2 separate regions of the Pan troglodytes genome follow, and region 1 is linked to region 2. A link is a contact called in public Hi-C data. All regions are on one chromosome and are shown on one strand. Each heading gives the region's core, a stretch centred on a gene start, on an enhancer-like site or on the middle of the called end of the contact. The rest is flanking DNA. Distances are from core to core; before and after follow the strand shown. Region 1 holds the start of RPP14 (ribonuclease P/MRP subunit p14). Region 2 has its middle 39 kb from the start of DNASE1L3.

What was found. A called contact is a pair of places that touch in the nucleus more often than the background predicts.
Region 1: a Hi-C map of stem cell-derived neural progenitor cells shows a contact between it and region 2, with 4 times the contacts expected there. The contact joins the promoter of RPP14 here to the enhancer-like site in region 2. A contact is called at or near these places in 4 of 7 Hi-C or Micro-C datasets (blood, induced pluripotent stem cells and stem cell-derived neural progenitor cells), 1 of 1 datasets of contacts at active chromatin or transcription factors (stem cell-derived excitatory neurons) and 1 of 1 other capture datasets (stem cell-derived neural stem cells).

The regions. Positions count from the first base shown.
Region 1 is chr2:62,320,671-62,326,393 of NHGRI_mPanTro3-v2.0_pri, reverse strand. It overlaps RPP14 (ribonuclease P/MRP subunit p14), which reads right to left and starts at 3,457. Exons shown (of 6, transcript XM_016941397.3): 1 at 3,028-3,457.
Region 2 is chr2:62,192,212-62,198,758 of NHGRI_mPanTro3-v2.0_pri, reverse strand. No RefSeq gene overlaps it. Among named protein-coding and RNA genes, the nearest start is that of DNASE1L3, 39 kb to the left of the region's middle. Within about 2 kb of position 2,003, at least 6 of the 24 cell types and tissues checked have an H3K27ac peak or open chromatin away from gene starts, as enhancers often do. A contact at or near this core is called in stem cell-derived neural progenitor cells, where this site is marked.

The DNA.
Region 1 (5,723 bases), core at 2,208-4,707, 130 kb before region 2:
CTCCTGACCTTGTGATACACCTGCCTCGGCCTCCCAAAGTGCCGGTATTACAGGTGTGAGCCACCGTGCCTGGCCTCCTGTTTGGTTTTTAAGACTTCTGAGCACAGTAACTCATCTAATTCTGATCAAACTAAGGTTACCCATACGAATACAAAATAAGTTTCTATATTCTATAAATGCCAAATCACTGTACTCTTACTTAAAACATAAAAACATAATTTTGGCTAACAATTTTCCTTATGAGCACCCAGCTCTTTGCTAAACATTTCACATGCCTTAGCTTGTCTTCAAAATGCTCCTGAGGTAAGAGGTATTATTATTCCCATTTTCGAGAAGATGACACAGAGGTTTAGTAAACGTAGGTAACATCTGCCCAAGGGTGCCCAGAGATTCCAACCACTCTGAGCCCACTCAAGACCAGTTACGATGCCTCTTTATCCAAAGAAAAAGAAAAGACATAAAGGAGTAAAATCTAAGATTTGAAGGTCCTCTTCTTGTTTACTCTCAGTCAACACAGAACACAAAGAGAAGAATGAGGGATGGTCGTTCTGCCATCTCCTCCCATCCTGGGTCTGCCTGCTCTCAGTCCAAAAGCCAGGTCTGTGCAAGACTATCTGTGAACAACTGAGCTTAAACAGCACAGGGGTTGAGAAGAGGGATTCCTGGAAGGGGCACTCAATGCAGCTTCTAAAAGGTCTGAACTTTCAAGAACGTAGAACATGCTCCTCTCTCTGTAGACAGTTCCTTTCCTTGGCTCCATGCCAACCTTGCTCTCCCTCTGGATAGGTCCTATTCATCCTTCAACTTTCAGTTTAAATACCACCTCTTCATGAAGGTCTTCTCTGACACCCTGCTCTAAGTTAAGCCCCCATGTTATGCAATCTCTTAACATTGTCTATTTGTTTAATATATGGATCCCCCACTACAGGGAACAGGAAACTGAGGCCCAATCAAGGAAAGGGACTTATCCAAGGTCACAGAGCTATGGACCAGCATTTCAAAACCACTCTGGGTTAGACCCAGTTCCAACCACTCCCAGATGATGACCTCTGGAGAAAAGAAGTCAGGGTCAAGGAGCTACATCTACCAATCCATTCAACAAACATTAATACTTTGGGGCCTGGCGTGGTGCTCATGCCTGTAATCTCAACAGTTTGGGAGGCCAGGAGTTTGAGACCAGCCTGGGAAACATAGTGAGACCCTGTCACTAAAAAAAAAAAAAAAAAACTTAAATTAACCAGGCATGGTAGTGTGTGCCTGTAGTCCCAGCTACTCCAGGGGCTGAGGTGGGAGGATAGCTTGAGTCTGGGAGGTTAAGGATACAGTGCACTGTGATTGTACCACTGCACTCCAGCCTGGGTGACAGAGCATAACCCTGTCTCCAAAACAAACAAACAAAAAATACTGTAATACTATGACACAAAGTAGGTATTCAAATGAGAGAAAAGTGATAGTGGTATAGGCCTATATATTCAAAAGAATCCTTGGTTTCAGGACAGCGGAAATAGTTACCAGATGCTTCTTTCCCAGTCACTAGAGTCTCCCCTAACTAGAAGGGCAGGGAGAACAAGAAACCTCATCTGTTTCTTTCATTGCTTGGCACATAAATGTTTTTTAGTGTTACTGCCTTGATGGAGCTGGCTGCCTAAAATAGGGGAGTGAAATTAGGCCCAGGGCTTAGATGCCAGTAAAACGAAGACTTACACAACATTCACGAGATGGACAGTGGTGATGGCTGCACAGCGTTGTGAATGTACTCAATGCTACTTACGATAAATTTTATGTCACGTATTTTTTGCAATTAAAAAAAAAAAAAGACTTACAAATGACAGCAATGCCCTCTGCAGGCTGTTCTGAGATTAAAGGAGAGGATACCTGGGAAATTATTTTGTACAGACTGGTATTAAATATGTTCACCAGGCTCTCCACAGATGTGGGCTCACGAAGTTACTGTCATCGTCATCTTTAAAGTCAGTCTTGTTGTTTGTTTTGAGATGGAGTCTCACTCTGTCGCCCAGGCTGGAGTGCTTCGGGTCGAAGCAATTCTCGCTCCTCAGCCTCCTGAGTAGCTGGGATTACAGGCGTACGTCATCACGCCCAGCTAACTTTTGTATTTTTAGTACAAATGGGGTTTCGCCATGTTGGCCCAGGCTGGTCTCGAACTCCTGGCGTCAAGTGATCCGCCGACCTCGGCCCCCTCAAAGTGCTGGGATTACAGGCATGAGGCACCGCGCCCGGCCTAAAGTCAGTCTTTTTTAGTGGCTGCGCAGGGATGCTCCTAATCTGACCTATTAGTAATAAATCGGATTCTCCCTACTCCCCCGCTTCTCCATCCCTACGGCGGCCAGTGAGTCTATTAACATCTACTCAAGCTACATCATTCCTCTGCTCAAAATCTTGCTATGGTTCCCGTTTTAATCAGAGTAAGGCCAAAGTCCTTACAGCAGCCTGCAAGGCTCTGCCTCACCTGCAGGACTGCTCCCTCTACACCTCTGACTTCATGTCCTGCCATTCTCCCTCCGCTCAATCCCCGCCACCACACAGGCCTAGCTTAGCTCTTTCTCACGCGCCAGTCTCGCTCCCACCGCTGGGCCTCGGCTCTAGCTTTTCCCCATGCTGGGAAAGATCTTCCTCCAGGCAGCCACCGGACTCACACCCTTGCCCCCTTCCTGGCTTAGCTCAAATCTCAATCGGTTTGGCCCAGTGCCCTTCTCGGCTAACACCGCACCCCACCCCCATGCCCCGTCCCTGCTTTCTTCGTAGCATTTGCCTTTTTCTATGACAATTATGTAACTCGTTTATCTTTATCTGTACTTCCCCTCCCCATCCCAACAAAAGTCCACTCCAAGAATCTTGCTATCTTGTTCACTGCTGTTTCCCAAGGCCCTAAAACACTGGGTCGTGCACAGTGGGCGTGCAACGTACAATTTTTGGACTAAATCAATCACTTTAAAAAGCTCAATTTCCTTACTGCTGAGCACTTGGGTGGCTTTCAATATTTTTCAACAACCACTATTTAGCGCTCACCTCGCGCCGGGCGCATGGAGAGCGCTCAGGACACGGTCCCGAAGTCTGGCCCGGGCCTCTCGGCCACGTTCTGCGGCCGAGACCCTACGCGGCGCCGTACAGAGGCCCTCAGCGCCCGGGGTCGGAGAGGACAAGCTACCCAAGGCGCACCGCCCGCCCCGCGCATGCGCCCGGGTCGCGGCCAACTGAGACGGCTCCCGGACAACCGCCGCTCTTTGGAGGGCTTCCACCTACCCACTCTTCGTCGGACTGGCCTGACGCCTGACCAGACTCCTATTCGCCGCAAGGACCCGCCAAGGCTTGGGGCTCCCCGGCAGCAGCCACAGCTGGGCCCGAGAAACTCCTGGTTTCTTTACGTTTGGCTTCTCCTCGTCCCGCCCCACGAAGCGTGACGCCCAGGCGGATATGACGTCACCACGCGGCGTCTTCCTAAGGACCCAGGCGCGAATCCTGATCCGGAGCTGAGAGCGGCCGAGCTCAGCGCCCTCTGGTGTCCACTCCGGGAAAGCCGTGTGTGCAATTTGCTTGGGGTGCGGTTTAGGGCGGGTTTTTTCCGCCTTGGACGGTGCTTCATAGTTATCCATTTCTTCATGCATTCATTCATTCATTCAACAATTTTTTCGTTGTTTTTTTGAGACAGTTTCACTCTGTCGCCCAGGCTGGAGTGCACTGGCGCGATCTGGCTTACTGCTACCTCCGCCTCCAGGGCTCAAGCGATTCTCCCACCTCAGCCTCCTGAGTAGCTAGGACTACAGGTATGCTCCACCATGCCTGGCTAATTTTTGTATTTTTAGTAGAGACGGGGTTTCACCATGTTGGCCAGGCTGGTCTCGAACTCCTCGCCTCAAGTGATCTGCCCACCTTGGCCTCCCAAAGTGCTGGGATTACAGACGTGAGCAACTGCGCCCGAGTCATTCTACACATTTTTTTCATTATATTATAATTTATTTATTGAGATGGAGTCTCGCTCTGTCGCCCAGGCTGGAGTGCAGTGGCGCCATCTTGGCTCACTGCACCCTCCGCCTCCCTTCAAGTGATTCTTCTGCCTCAGCCTCCCAAGTAGCTGGGACTACAGGCATGCACCACCATGCCCAGCTAATTTTTGTATTTTTAGTCGAGACGAGGTTTCACCATGTTGGCCAGCATGGTCTCAATCTCTTGACCTCGTGATCTGCCCACCTCGGCCTCCCAAAGTGTTGGGATTACAGGCGTGAGCCACCGCGCCTGGCCTAATTTTTGTATTTTTAGTAGAGACAGGGTTTCACTATGTTGGCCAAGCAGGTCTCAAACTCCTGACTTCAGGCAATCCACCCACCTCGCCTCCCAAAGTGCTGGGATTACAGACGTGAGCCACCGCGCCCAGCCTACAAATTTATATCTAGCATCTCCTCTCCTCAAGATCTCCTATGTCAAGCACTCCCCAAAGATAGGACCCACTCTCAGTGTCCCTTGTGACTCCCAGCACATAGTAGGTGTTCTATCTAGGCCGTCCTGGAAAGACGCACAAAGTAAAGACTTACTTTGTGCTAGGCACTGTGCAAAATATTTTACATATGTCATCTCATGGAACCCTCACACAATCCTGAGATGGCTATTACTATGATCATCACCATTTTAGAGGTAGAAACTGAGGCACAGGCCAGGCGCAGTGGCTCATGCCTGTAATTCCAGCACTTTGGGAGGCTGAGGCGGGCAGATCACTTGAGGCCAGGAATTCGAGACCAGCCTGGCCAGCATGGTGAGACCCCCGTCTCTACTAAAAATACAAAAATTAGCTGGGCACGGTGGTGCACACCTGTAATCCCAGTTACTCGGGAGGCTGAAGCAGGAGAATTGCTTGAACCTGGGAGGTAGAGGTTGCAGTAAGCCGAGATCACACCACTGCACTCTAGCCTGGCAACAGGAAAAGAAACTGAGGCACAGAGAGGCTAAGTTATTTGCTCAAGATCACAGTTATAAGCAGTGGCATGGGCTGTCTGATTCTAGCCAGTGCTCTCCATACTGCACTGTATTACCACCAATTGAGGGGCTGCAGTGGGAAGGGAAACTTTAGTGTAACCCCCATGAGGATGGGGCCTTGTCTGTGTTTCTCACCACTGCATCCCAGTTCCTGGTACCCAATGGTGACCCAACATCTATTTACTGAAGGCATTTGTTCATAAATGGATGTGCTGGTTTTGCTTGGGTTGGGGGGCAAAGGGTTGCCTTGCACAGGACAGTTGAGTCAGCGGGGATCTCCTTCCTCAATTCTTTTCTCAAAATCCCACTGTGTTGTTTCCAGAAGCTTCAGTCCTCAACCTTGGCCATGCTCTCCAGTTCTGTGGTTCCTACTTTCTTCTTCCTTCAGAGGAGACAGGGCTTGTTCCAGATGTGGGAAGAGGTGGAGAAAGCAAACACAGACCCCATAGACCCAAGTATTATCTTTCTCAAAGCAGCTTGATTTCAGAAGCTGCCAGAACTTGCTTCAAATGCATCCTCTGCCACTTACCTACCTCCCTCATCTGTCACATGGAGAGATTATTAGCATCTACCTCACAGAGTTGAGGGAAAAAGAGTTGATGGTATAAAGTGTCTGGCACCCCAGGAAACCCTCAGTAATGGGAGAGGGTTCCTGTAAGCCAGCTGCCTGGCAAATGTATCCTGCCAGGTGGCCCAGGAAAACCAGAGCAATTCCTGTATTTTGAACTTCAAGGAAC
Region 2 (6,547 bases), core at 754-3,253:
CGATGAGGGCTGGGTTGCCAAGGCCCTGAAAGAGAGGAGAGGCTGGGCTGCCCTGGGGGACTTGGGGGGTCCCACAGGCAGAAGAACAGACCAGGCTGGAAAAGGGTGCAGAGCCTGGCCACAACCCACCCAAGGTGCCTGTCCTTCCCCCGAGGGACGGGCCCAGGCCTTTACCTTCACACCCACAGGGCTCTGGGGTGGCGCACGGGGTGCTGCAGCCTCTATTCCATTCAGCAAACTCTGATGCACACCTACTATGTGCCAGGCACCCAATGGGGGTCCAAAAAGAGGCCCAGTCTTCCCCGGCCTCAGGGAGCGTTGGACACGCAGCTGAGGAGGTTTCCAGGGCAACTCTAGGGTCCAGCTCCTCAGATACGCAGCTCTGTCCCTTGCTAGCGGAGTGGCCTCATCTGTACAGGAGGGTGAGAGTGGGAACTACCCTTAGTATTGGGAGAATGACACTAGACCAGCATATAAAACACTTGGACAGTGTCTGGCTGGGAGGAAGTGCTCCCTCAACATGAGCTGCAGTTTCACAAGCACCCGTGAGGTGCCAGGTGCTAAGCTGTGCTCTGTGTGCCTTAAACCATCCTCCCCATTAGTAGGCTTTCATGTCCTCCTTTCCAAGTGGGGCAATGGAGGCTTGGAAACCATGTGACTGCCCCAGGGCACTGAGGCTGGTGTGCCCGCTGGTGTGTACCTACTCCATGCCAGGCCCCGGGCTGGGGACTTTACTGTTACATCACTTAATCCTCACAGTGATTTGCAAACAGGCCGTCTTGCGTCACTCTCACAAATGAGTAAACTGAGGAATCTCTGGGTTTAACCCCAAAACCCACGTCCTTGTGTTATAGACACAAAATTCTCCCAGGAAGTGGGATGGGCACTTGAGAGAGGCGCAGGCAGGGCGGGGCAGGGGAGGACCCACCTGATGCCTCGGCGGTACCACAAAGTCAGCCACCTGGATCCTCACACCTTCTGCCTCCCTGACCAGGGAGAAGGAGGCTACCCACAGGGCCCTGGGGCCACTTGCCTTCCACTTTTCATTCAACAAACGTCATTAGCTTCTGACCCTGTGCCAGGCACCAAGCCAGGCTCAAAATGTAGATGAGGAAAGACAGAGCCCAGGTACTTCCTGCTCTCAGGGTTTCACCCTCTAGAAGGGGAGGCAGACGCTTAGCCAGGTTGCAGTGAGTGGGTCAGGGAAGGCTTCCTGGAAGAGGTGCCGTTTGACTGAGACCTGAACTGTGAACATGAGTTAGCCAGGGGCAAAGCACAGGGGAAGAGTGTTGCAGCCTGGGACACCCCCAGTTAGAAAGGCAAGAAAGGCCACGGATGTATAGACTGCCCTCTGGGCCTCAGTCTTTCCACGTGTGAAATGGACTGTGAGGGGTTTGGGAAATTTGGGGAAGAAACTCAGGTTAAGTGGAATAGCTGGGTCTGAGATGCCTCCCCGGGGCACGCACAGTAGTGACTGATGAACCTTTCGCCTGCAGGCTGCCTGAGCAGGAGCTAAGCACCAGTTAGTCATTCTCTCCTGGCGGAGGGCCTACTGTGTGTCCCGGGCTGCAAGTGAACAACACGACAAAACGCCCTGGCCTCGCGGAGCTGATCCTGCCCTGCCCTGTAACTCGGGTGTCTCCGCGGGCCGAGCCTGGCACACAGTAGGTGCCCTGGAAATGTGCTCAAGTAAATTATGCCTAGGCGCACTTCACATTGGCTCTGTTACGGGGGACAGTGGGGGTGAGGGGTGAAGGGAGGAAGTCAGGAGTTGCGGGGCTTGGGGGCGGCAGGACCCTGGAGTCAATCGGTTGCGGGGCAAGGTCTGCTGCTAGAACTCCAGACAGCCTCTCTGCCCCACCCCCGAAGCTTCTGCGCCGGAGTCCCCGGACTTACCAGCGCAGAAGAAGAGAGGTGGGTGGGTCCCCCTCCTCCTGGCCTGGGAGAGCCCGCGCCTTCCCCACCGCAGGGACTCCGCTTGCGGACGTATTTCGCGTGTCCAAGGCGACCCCTAGCGGTCACTGCGGCGACGACAACCCAGGCAGTCGTCCTCTCGCCCCCGAGGCCCACAACTTCCCCGAGAGGGGAGCGGAGCTGGGACGGTGCAGAGAGGCGCTCCCAAAGGGCCGCCTTCCGCGGGCCCAAGGAGGCCAACGGCCCGCTGGGAGAGCCTCCTCTGGCTTCTGTTTTCTGTGTCTGGAGCCGTGCACAACTTCACAGCCCCGTTCCTAGACAGGTTTACCGAGTTTTAACACAGCCTTGACCATTAATGACTACCTGTGTGACCTTGGGGAAGTCACCAAACCTTTTTTTTTTTCTTTCTTTTTAGTCTTGCTCTGTCGCCCAGGCTGGAGTGCAATGGCGCGATCTCGGCTCACTGCAACTTCTGCCTGCCGGGTTCAAGCGATTCTCCTGTCTCAGCCTACCAAGTAGCTGGGACTACAGGCGCCCATCATCACGCCCGGCTAATTTTTGTGCTTTTAGTAGAGGTGGTGTTTCACCATGTTGGGCAGGCTGGTCTTGAACTCCTGACCTCAAGTGATCCACCTGCCTCTGCCTCCCAAAATGCTGAGATTACAGGCGTGAGACACCGCGCCCGGCCAGTCACTAAACCTTTCTGAGCCTTGACAAACTCTCCTTTAAAAAATGTGATAGTAAGTCTCAGTGCATAGCGTTAGTGTTACTTACGATGATAATTTTCTTACTCTTAGTTTATTAACTTATTTAAGCTCCATCCATCTAACAATCCCTGGGATGGCGCAGTGTGGGAGCAGCCCTCAGGTCTGTCACTGGCCTAGGCCTATGCAAAGGGAAAATGGTGAAGCTCTGAAACCAGGGGACAAGAACAGGCTGGCATGTGGGCTGGAGCCCTCCTAGGTGCATGTGACTCACCCCTTTCTCCTCCCACCTTTCTGGCCACTCCCTGAGGCCACCAACATCCCACCTCAGACAGAGTTCTGTGGTTGGCCCACCCCACCCCACCCACTCCTACTGATACTGCCTAACCCTAATGCCCAGACCAAGACTCTGTCTGCCACACCACACTGCTTTCCTAGGACTCAGAACTTAATGTCTTAGTTCCCTTACAACAATAATAGTAATTTCATGAACACTTATCATGTACTGGACTCTGTGAAATGCCTTTTTTTTTTTTTTTTTTTTTTTTTGAGACAGTCTCTGTCACCCAGGCTGGAGTACAGTGGCGTGATCTTGGCTCACCACAACCTCCACCTCCTGGGTTCAAGCAACCCTTCTGCCTCAGCCTCCCCACTGGGATTACAGGCACATGCTATCATATCTGGCTAATTTTTGTATTTTTAGTAGAAACGGGGTTTTACCATGTTGGCCAGGCTGGTCTTGAACTCCTGACCTCAAGTGATCCACCCATCTTGGCCTCCCAAAGTGCTGGGATTGCAGGAGTGAGCCACCATGCCTGGCCTGAAATGCTCTTTATGTATATTTTGTCAGTGAGTTCTCAGAACACTCTATGGGGTGGGTCCTGTTACCCCATTTCATTGGAAAGAAAACTGAGGCACAGTTTTCTGTGAAGGATCAGTGACTTGCCTGCCAGAGGTCATGGCAGGGCCAGGATTTGAATCCCCAGCCCAACCTTAGAGCCACCACACTTAATGGCTTCTCCATAAGCCTCCCTTTCCCTAGCTGGGGTGCCCCTTCCAGTCTGCCTTGGGGAGCCGAATCTCTGCAACACTCAGGCAGTCCCTCTCTCAACAGCTTTGGGTTGAGGAAAGTTTGCCCAGGCCAGTTGGGGGGTGGATGTGCTGAGCGGGAGGGAGGCAGGGGGAGATGCCTTTCTGGAGTTCATCTGATTTTAGAATGGAAGTTTCCCATTATTTCCCTATTTTACAGATGAGAGCAGTGAGGCACAGAGAAGGTGACCGCCTGAGGTATCTCGGTTGGTAAGCAGCAGCGCTGGGCTTGGAATCCGGTTTGAACCTGCAGCATGTGACCCGCTGTTCTCTGAATGCTGCTGCTACACGAGGTTATTCTGCTGCTATGGAGCAGGCTGCTTGTAGCTGGGCCTGAAGCTGGCATTTCCAGGACTTGGTGCTTCTGCTGAGGTTTTCTCCTCCTCTGAATACACCCTGCCGGGGTTCAGCACCAGCTTTGCCCTAAGCACGTCCACTTCCTAGAAAGGGAGGGCAGCCCCCGACAGGGAGAGGTGTTCTGGTATCTTGGCAAGGCAGTCAGGGCAGAGGGAGAAACATGGGCAACAAAAGGCTTGCAGATTCTTTCATCTTTGTACTTTGTCCCGGGGAGATAAGCGAGTCCAAAATACAAAACACCCTTGGATATGTGGATCCGTGCCACAAGTCAGGCTCGTAAATTCTCCATTTCCTGCCTGCTCTTGAGAACTCTTGAGGAAGAGAGAAAAAGGGTGTGAGGGCTGTGGAGTGGGTCTCCCTAAATTCCATGCCCATGAGCCGGTCCCTGTGGGCTTGGGGGCTCAGACAAAAGCCTTATCACGAAGCAGAGAAGGATCTCTTTGTTTAGAAAGATTCCTCCCACCATGCGTTAGGCAGCATCCTTAGGACAAAGCCAGAAAAATAAACTGAATCCAGGCTTGCTTGAGCCCTTACTGCCCCCAGTGTGACATTTTTACTTCCTCAAATTATGATTTACTGTTGTGAAAGGGAAAAAATACCTGCATAAGATACTAATTTCTGGGAGTTTTCATTCGTGAAATATACGGATTATACAGCCTCTTCCCCCTCCAAGTTAATGGAGATTTGGAAAGACTCCATCTCTTTCCTTGACTCTACTTCCATAGGGCTGAGAACTGAGGCTAATGCGCACTTCAATTAACAGCAGCACTCCCCATTTTTAATATAAACTTGGCGGGTTGACAAGGATCAAGCACTCATTTTGCCTTTAACCTTTATTCTACTATTTGTTTTATTATTTTTTTTAGATGGAATCTCACTCTGTTGCCTAGGCCAGATGGAGTGCAGTAGCACGATCTCAGCTCACTGCAGCCTCTGCCTCCCGGGTTCAAGCAACTCTCCTGCTTCAGCCTCCTGAGTAGTGAGATTACAGGCTGCACCACAACGCCCAGCTAATTTTTCTATCTTTAGTAGAGAGGGGGTTTCACCATGTTGGCCAGGCTGGTCTGGAACTGTTGACCTTAGGTGATCCGCCTGCCTCGGCCTCCCAAAGTGCTGGGATTACAGATATGAGCCACCGCATCTGGCCTATTCTGCTAGCCTATTCTGCTAATTTTTAAGTCTGTGCAACTTTCAAGGGAAATTAAATCCCTATATGCCCTACTCATTTTACACCAAAGTCATCAAAATGTGGCTTCCAAGGCCCCTTTGAAGTCCTAAAACTAGACTTGGTCAAGAGGCCCAAGTGTTATAAGTACATCAGAAACAAAGAAACATGTTAATAAAATGTTTCCTTCTTGGCAGCATCCTGGTGAGTGCCTCCCTGGGTTGCAAAGGGAAATGTGATGAGGAAGAGGTGGGCTTGTGTGCTTTGAAGTGGGCAGGGCCTGGGAATCTCTACAGGGCAGTGCAGCTGCTGTCCGCTTCACCTCCATCGGCCCTGTCCACTCCTGGTAGGAAAGAGGCAAAGTCAGTAGTGAAAGGTGGAAAGAAAACACAAAAGTCGGAAAGGACCTGGCACCAGGCCTGTCCGGGGTCAAGTTTCAAAGTTCTCAAGGTATTTGCACAAACAGCTGGTTTCCATAGCAGCCAAGCCCAGGTGCAGGTAAGGGTTGCCCTGTGGTCCTAGCCATTGACTGATAAAGAGGTGCATCCCACCCTGGGATGTCTTTGATGTAACAGGAGGCAGTGGCTTCTAGTGGGGAAATTTACCCCAGGGTAACATCACCATCGCCCCCATGCAGGGGACAACCAGGTGTAGCCCCAGATGCCAACAAGCAGCCAGGGGGCGGCCTTGTGCCAGGAACATCACTTCCAGCAGGTGTTGGTCACAGACAGCAGTGGCTGAGACTCTGGCAGGGAATTGTTCCTTACAGCTCCCTGTGGGCTCTTATCTGATCCTCACGACCACCCAGAGAGGTGAGGCAAGGCGACTTCCCCAGGGCCACACAGCTAATGAACGGCAGAGCCAGCGTTGAAGCTCTGGGGTGCCTGACACCAAAGCCCATGCTGTTAATTTACAAATGCTGCCTCCCCCAACAGAAAGCCGCCAGGCTTCACAGTAGAGAAACCAATGGCTGCGCCCTGTGGTCCTCTGTGGGCAAACTAGCATGATACTGTGGCCCAGCCAGACCCCACCGGGCAGAGCCTGAATGAACTCTTTGGCAAGTGGGGGAACTGCCCGCCACTGCAGAATCCCGAAGCCCACGGACCTTCTCAGATAGGAGTCCAGGAAGCAGTGCTTCCTGATGCAGGCCACAGATAAGGCTGCTCCCTCCGGGAGGAGAGGACCTTTCCTCCACTCTCTTCCTCGCTCCTCTCAGAGGCAAACAATTGATCCCAATTGACAGCCAGGTGTCAGAAGAATCCAGTCTCCCTTCCCTGCTTTTCTCTCCACCCCCAACCCCCATCTAGAGGGCTGGGGG